Linked DNA regions of Mus musculus: region 1 is linked to region 2. The links are chromatin contacts, called in public promoter capture Hi-C maps. All regions are on one chromosome and are shown on one strand. Each heading gives the region's core, a stretch centred on a gene start, on an enhancer-like site or on the middle of the called end of the contact. The rest is flanking DNA. Distances are from core to core; before and after follow the strand shown.

Region 1 (3,237 bases), core at 560-3,059, 83 kb before region 2:
ACTGGGCTAGGCCCAGACAAGGGAAGAGAAGGTGTGTCCAAAGGTAGGGTACCTAGAGAGAACAGGACATCTGGAAATTCTGGTATACAGTGGTGTGTGTGTGTGCGTGTGCGTGTGTGTGCGTGTGTGTGTGTGTGTGTGTGTGTGTGTGTGTATCAAATGGGAAGTGCAGTGGCATGGTCACTGGAGGCCTAGGGAGGGCTGTAGGGATGTGGACAGCATAAATGTCATCCAGGGTGAAGCATTAAGAATGCCTGTCCCATCTTGCCCAGCCTTAGCAGCCCACGGTTTTCCTGACACCTGGATTTAAAAAACAAAAACAAAAACAACAACAAAGACCCCAGCTTTTATCCACTACTCACTGGGGATCCCGGGCTTCACCTACACAGGTGACCATGCCATCAGGTCAGGATCTCCTGTGGCCTGTCTCCCTGGGGAGCGCCAGGGCTGTGCTACTTCCTGTCCTGGTGGTAAATGGTTCCTTATGCTAATTTGTGGCAGAGAGGGCAGGCTGCCTGTCCACCTCCAGCCAGCAAGGCCTCTGGCCAAGGCTCCTAATTGGGTCCTGGGTTTGGCTGTGAGTTGATTATATTGGATCTGGCCCAGTGGGTCCTGATTCCTTCTGGCTGAGCTTCCTGTTGTCCAGGACACATGAACAGGCAGGCCAGGGTCAAGAGGGTGGGCTGGACAGGGGTACCCAGGCTACTTTGTGAAGCAGGGTGATGTGGCTATTGGATGTGGAGTCCCCCCTCCCCCGGCAAGGACTCCCAGGATGAGCTGTCCCTTGCCAGAAACAGAAGCCTGGTTAGGGAGGAAGCTGGGGTGCCGTGATCCAGAGGCGGTGAAGCTGAGATGAAACCCCACCTCCCTTTCTTAACCATCTCTCCTGTCTCTGCTTGCCCTGAGTAAACCATGCAAAGTTGAATGCAGTGATGAGCACGTCTTAGATGCTCAGTGGCCCCATAGGCTGGTGTGGAGTGGTGGCCGGTGTCCTGGCAGATGATCAGGGTCCTCTCTGGGTCAGGAGACTGTCATGAGAGATCTGGATACCCGGATATGTCCAGCCTTGGGTGCAGAGTACAGTGATAATGTGCCCTGGGTAGTGGGATATCCCCACAGCTTTGGTTCTGTTGGGCATGGGAAGAAGGCAGCTGGGGGGTGGGGAAGGGCTGGGATTTGGAGTGGAATCTGCACAAGGCTCAGGGAACCTACATTCTCCTTCCCATACTGGATGTCAAAGTAGAAAGGTCTGTCCTGTCTTGCCTAGCCTTAGCTGGCCCTGCGCTGGCTTAGCTCTGGCCTCCAGCCAAAGGGGACTGGGTTCTTGGCCCTGGGGTTTGGGACAGCATGCGTCTGCTTTTTTTGTCCCATCTGTGGACCAGCTCACTACCACACAGTGGGGATCAAGTTGGAAGTCCTTATACGTACAAGGATTTCAAGTAGCAGGAAGTGAGAGCTCAAAACAAAGACACAGATACCAGCTCTGGATGGGCAGGGTTAGGAAGACAGCCTCATGTAGGACCACACCTGTGGACAGACAGACTCTCCTGGGGGGCAGTGTCCTCACAGAGGCCCTCACTCCTGGTCTTGTAAGCACTGTTTTATGTCCCAGGAGGGTCCCATGCCTAACCTGTTACCTTGCCTCAGCCTCAAACATGAGTCTGGTGGCTCATGAAGCAGCCTGCTCTGAGCTGGCAGCTGGGCCCTCCCCTGGCCTAAATCCTTTGTCCAGCTGGGCTGAATCCAGCAGGATTACTGGGCGGATTGGCCAAGGATGGCAGGGTGAGGCTTGGCAGCTCCCCCACCCCTGGCATTCATCTTCTTCAAATAGGCCTGGAGGTTCTAGAGGATGGGCGGACTGGCCTGGGGACCATCCAGGGCCGCAGGCAGCAGTTGGGTCAATGCCAGTGGGACCTGGGAACAGCCCTTGCGGGGCTTCAGTGGGCTCCAAGGAGGAAGACGAAGAGGTAGAGGAGAGAAGGGGATCCCTGAGGAGCCCCTGTGCCAGCTGACACCTCAGCTTGGCCTGTCGCTGAGGGTCCCTTTTGGCTTGGGGGACTACGGCTTGGATATGCCTGGTCCCCAGCCGTCTGCTGCCAGCCAGACCACAGGAGCCGTGGCTTGCCTGGCAGAGGTACTCCTCTGGGTTGGAGGGAGCGTGGTAGTGTCACCAAGATGGCAGCTCAGCCTTGTAGGTAAGAAAGGGCAAAAACCAAGTCCCTCCTAGGGACTGGCCAAGCCCTATGGGGCCACAGGATGCATAGCTTCCTATGGAAGTTAGGGCTGCCTCTGGGGCCTGGGATCCTTCCTTCGCCACACCAACATCCCAATTCCTTTGCTTCTTCCTCTGGGATCTCCAGGCCCAGAAACATTGCCTCTTTGCCCCCAGCCAGAAATCCTGTCCACCTCCTTAGCAGAGCTTGGAGGGTGAACTCCAAGTGGGAAGAAGGCAAGGCAGAACTGGAGCCAGAAAGCCCTGGTTGAATGTGCTGGGGGTATGGGGGTGGCTCATGTGGCTTCAGAGCTCTTTCTGAGGGGGGTCCTTGGAATTTTGTGGGGCAACAATACCTTCAGTGTAGCTATGGAGGCATGCAGGTGTAGACACAATGGTCTCTAGATGGTGTCAGGGAGGCCCTGTACTGTGAAGCACTGGACAGAAGGAAAGGGCTGTTGGGTGGCCAGTAGAAGGGTTCAGTGTGTGGAGTGGCGGAGGCCCTGGTCAGGGATGCCTGGTTCACTTGCTGCTCCTTGCTCCAGCAGCAGAAGGTGCACATTCAGTGGCTTAACTCTAGAACCACATCAGGGTTCTAGAGTAGTCTCTGTCCCCAAACGCTACCTCAAATGCACTAAGCAACCACGCTTGTGTCCCCACTGGCTGTGTCCCCTAGAGAGCCCTATCTACCTTGACTTTCCACCCCATGCCTACAGTTCCCCTCTGCTTATGGCCAGTAAGAGCTTCCTCCAGAAAGCCATCTGACCTGGCACCACTGTGGTTTTCTGCACCTCCTGTCTGCTGATGTTTCATTGCTGGCACTCAGGAGATTTGTCCCCCTGGCTCCTGGGTTTCCTAGGCATAGATAGGCTTGGGTCTGGCCTGAAGTCCTTCCCCTGGGACAGAAGTTGACAAAGGAGGTGGCAGGTGGCTCAAGGGGAGAGGAATAAGCTATGGACTTGAACCCAGCACCTCAGCCTCCCAGCTCTGTGCCTTTCTATAGGGTTTCTCGCTGACTTGGCTGC
Region 2 (3,257 bases), core at 614-3,113:
GGACTGTGGACTAGAACATTGGCTAGTTTCATGTCAACTTGACACAAGCTAGACTCATCTGAAAGGAGGGACTTACAGCCCGTAAGATCAGGCTGTAAGGCATTTTCTAATTAGTGACTGATGGGGAGGGTTCAGCTCATTGTGAGTGGTGCCATCCCTGGGCTTGTGGTCCTGAATTTTATAAGAAAGCAGGCTGAATAAGTCATGGATAACAAGCCAGTAAGGAGCATCCCTCCATAGCCTCTGCATCAGTTTCTGTCTCTAGGCATCAGCCCTTTTTGAGTTCCTTTCCTGACTTCCTCTGGTAACTTACAATGTGGAAGTGTAACCCAACCAACCCTCGCTTCCTCATGTTGCTTTTGGTTATGGTGTTTCATCACTACAATAGTAACCAAAACTCAGAGTCAAAACCCAGAGAGAGCTGTCGTTGGGTCAGGGCCAGGTGTCCTCTAGCCTGGCTCACAGGGTTCATTGGAACAGGGTGTGTTGTTCTGGGTGTGGGCAGGTCCCAGCTATGAGGGAAATCAGTCCAGGGCCAGCCAAACCTATGAGGGTGGTGACCGATTCAGCTGGAGCAATAATTTGTGGTTAGTTTTAACGGTCAGTCGAGGGGTTGAGAGACGCACAGTAGCCCTGGTCAAAGAATCTTGGAGGAGCTTCATGTTCTGTGCGCCTTTGGGGTTCCTTATTTCTCTTTGGAGCCTCGTGACCAAGCCAGCTCAGCCAGTCAACAGGGTCTCAAGGGAGGGAGTGAGTATTGAAAAAGAAAACAGACAACACTATAACCTGACTCCAGCCCGTACCGCGGCTGAAGCAGCTGTTTCTCTCCCGCCTGCTTTTATATCATTCTAGGTTTATGCAACAAAACAAAACAAAAACAAACAAACAAAACCCATGGTCAGTTCTTAGATCAAAGACAAAGCAACCAAGTAAACAAGTAGTAAACAAGGAGACCACACAAGAGAGTGACCAAGGATGTGACAAGTAGTAAGCGCAAGGATGACACAAGGCTAACGTTAAGTGGTCAGCAAAGCAGTAAACAAAGCCCCGTGGTCATTGTTTCTGACATGCCGACTTCTTTGTCTGAGCCCAGTGACAGATGCCAGATTCCTAGAAGCACCAAAAGCTCTCAACAGCCTAGGTCTGTAGTAGGCCCCCACCCCATGACCTCAGCCAGTCTGTGGGCTGAGGAAGCCCAGCATACTACCCTGTAGTCCTACTCAAAGCCCCCATCCTCATCTGCAAAAGGAAAATTAGTCTGCTCCGCCTAGTCCCGCTCAGGGGCCAGTTAGAGAAGCCCATAGCCTGCTCAAAGATGATAAGAAACCCTGCTTCACCCTTAGAAGATAAAGAAGGCTGGCTCCTGTTCCTAGCGCCGAATGTGCTCAGAAGCGTATAGGCTGAAGAAGCGGGCAGTGATAAATTGGTAATGGGGATAACCCTGACGTGGTGTCTGGGAAGTGACTGGAAGCTTAAAGGGGGAGGGTCCGGTGAGAGGGGTGAGTTGGGAGGTAGGTCAAAAGATCAAGTTCCCAGTTCCCTGAGGCTGAGAGGTTCCTATTTCAGTTTGTCTGTCAGAAAATTCAAGGTAAGCACCGAGGTGTTTGTAGTGACCTGGGAGACAGACATACTTCCAGAGGGTATATATACAGGCTGGGAAAACTTGCTAGTGTCCCTGTATGGAGTCTGAAGCTGAGGCTCTGTTTGGACTTTAGGGCCCTCCCAGCACCACGCCCCGTGTGTACTTAATGTGCTCCATCTGCCTCTAACAGACTTCAGTCAGAGAGACTATTTTTTCTTTCATTTTCACTTTTCCTTGCCAAGGCTCATGAGAGTGTGTGAGGAGGTTCAGAGCCCATGGGGCTCTTGGCCTGAAGTTTCTTGATCAAGAAAATGGAACCTCTCCCAGGATGGGGGTCGGCACCCTGGAGCCAGGCCCCTACAGACAACACCTTCAGGCTGGTGAGTTCCCGAGCCCTTTACAGCCTCCAAGCTCCTTCCGGCCCAACTCCAGCCACAGCCCACCCCAGACATTTCCTGTCCCTTAGCTCTGTCTGGGCAGCTAGCTCACGGGGCTTTATGCTGCTTGGATCTGCAAATCTCTGGAGATAATTGATAACAACCTCAGGTTGGGAGGCTACAGGAAGGCAGGCCTCTGCCCCTCCACTCCCGGGCCTCCACTCACAGACACCTACTATGGCTCTCTTTAAAGGGCAGGAGGTGGTGCTATGAGCATAGTAGCCCTTGGCAGAACCCTGGCTGTCTCTGGACAGGCCCTGTAGCAAGAGGCCAACCATAGGTATCTCTGTCCCTGAGGATAAGCACCCTCACAGAGTGGAGACAGAGATCAGGGCAGGCTAGCAGGAGCCAGACAGAGTGTCTATCCTGTTTGCTCAAGTAGGATATACTAACCATCAGTCAGCTGTCCCTAGGATTCTGAAGAGCCTGTTCCCAGCCCCAGCTGACCCTGCTGCCTCTCAGGTCTTACACTGTCAGGCAATGAAGGCAGAAGGTAGGTTAAGCAGGCCTGGGCCCGAGCCCCTCCTACAGAGACACTGAAGTTGTGCTGTTTCCTCACTTCAAGAAGCAGAGCATGCACTGAGGGCCTGGACCAGCCTGGTGGGGGGGTTGGGGAGGGAGAGCCATAGCGATGGAGGTAGTCCTCTCCTCCAGCACTCATCTCCTCTCCCAGGTGCCTTGTGTCTTCCTTTTGAACTTGCTGCAGCGCATCTCTGCCCAGCCCTCATGCAGACAGGAGGAGTTCCTTGTGGGAGACGAGTGCTGCCCCATGTGCAACCCAGGTGGGAGTTCCCAGGAGGAAGTGCTGTGCCAGGGAGGAACTCCTGTCCTGAGCCTCTGGGCCTCTGGGTCCTCAGTCCAACGGCTGTACAGTGTTCAGTTCAGGGATAGTCCTCGGTGTCTGGAACCTTTGAAGTTCACTGCCTGGGGTGGGCCCGGGGGGTAGGGCAGGCTTTATAACCAGAGACTGAGACTGAAAGTGGGCTGGGGTCAGAGCCAGTTCTAAGGGATTTAGGAAGCCCCATCTCTGTGTTTCTGAATTGTTCATAGAGGGCAGACAGAAGGCCAACAAGTCCTGTGGGGCTTTAGTTGTGGTTGGTGCCATACTTGCTAGACCCATGTGAGGGTACAGGGAAGGGAAGGTTTCTGTGGATTAACCCCCAACCCTGCTGAGGAACTGTGGGTCCTGGCTGCAGGTTACCATGTGAAGCAGGTCTGCAGTGAGCATACAGGCACAG

What was found. Capture Hi-C pulls out chosen DNA fragments and counts their contacts.
Region 1: a promoter capture Hi-C map of adipose tissue shows a contact between it and region 2. The contact joins the promoter of Plch2 here to the promoter of Tnfrsf14 in region 2. A contact is called at or near these places in 1 of 39 promoter capture datasets (trophoblast stem cells), 1 of 484 Hi-C or Micro-C datasets (nephron progenitors), 3 of 115 datasets of contacts at active chromatin or transcription factors (embryonic midbrain, embryonic stem cells and intestinal villus epithelium) and 4 of 9 other capture datasets (adipose tissue, embryonic stem cells, liver and 1 more).

Annotation. Positions count from the first base shown.
Region 1 is chr4:155,009,597-155,012,833 of GRCm38.p6, reverse strand. Plch2 (phospholipase C, eta 2) reads left to right here and starts at 1,809. Exons shown (of 22, transcript NM_001113360.3): 1 at 1,809-2,195. The coding sequence starts at 1,850.
Region 2 is chr4:154,926,683-154,929,939 of GRCm38.p6, reverse strand. It overlaps Tnfrsf14 (tumor necrosis factor receptor superfamily, member 14 (herpesvirus entry mediator)), which reads left to right and starts at 1,863. Exons shown (of 8, transcript NM_178931.2): 1 at 1,863-1,962; 2 at 2,693-2,801; 3 at 3,216-3,257. The coding sequence starts at 1,894.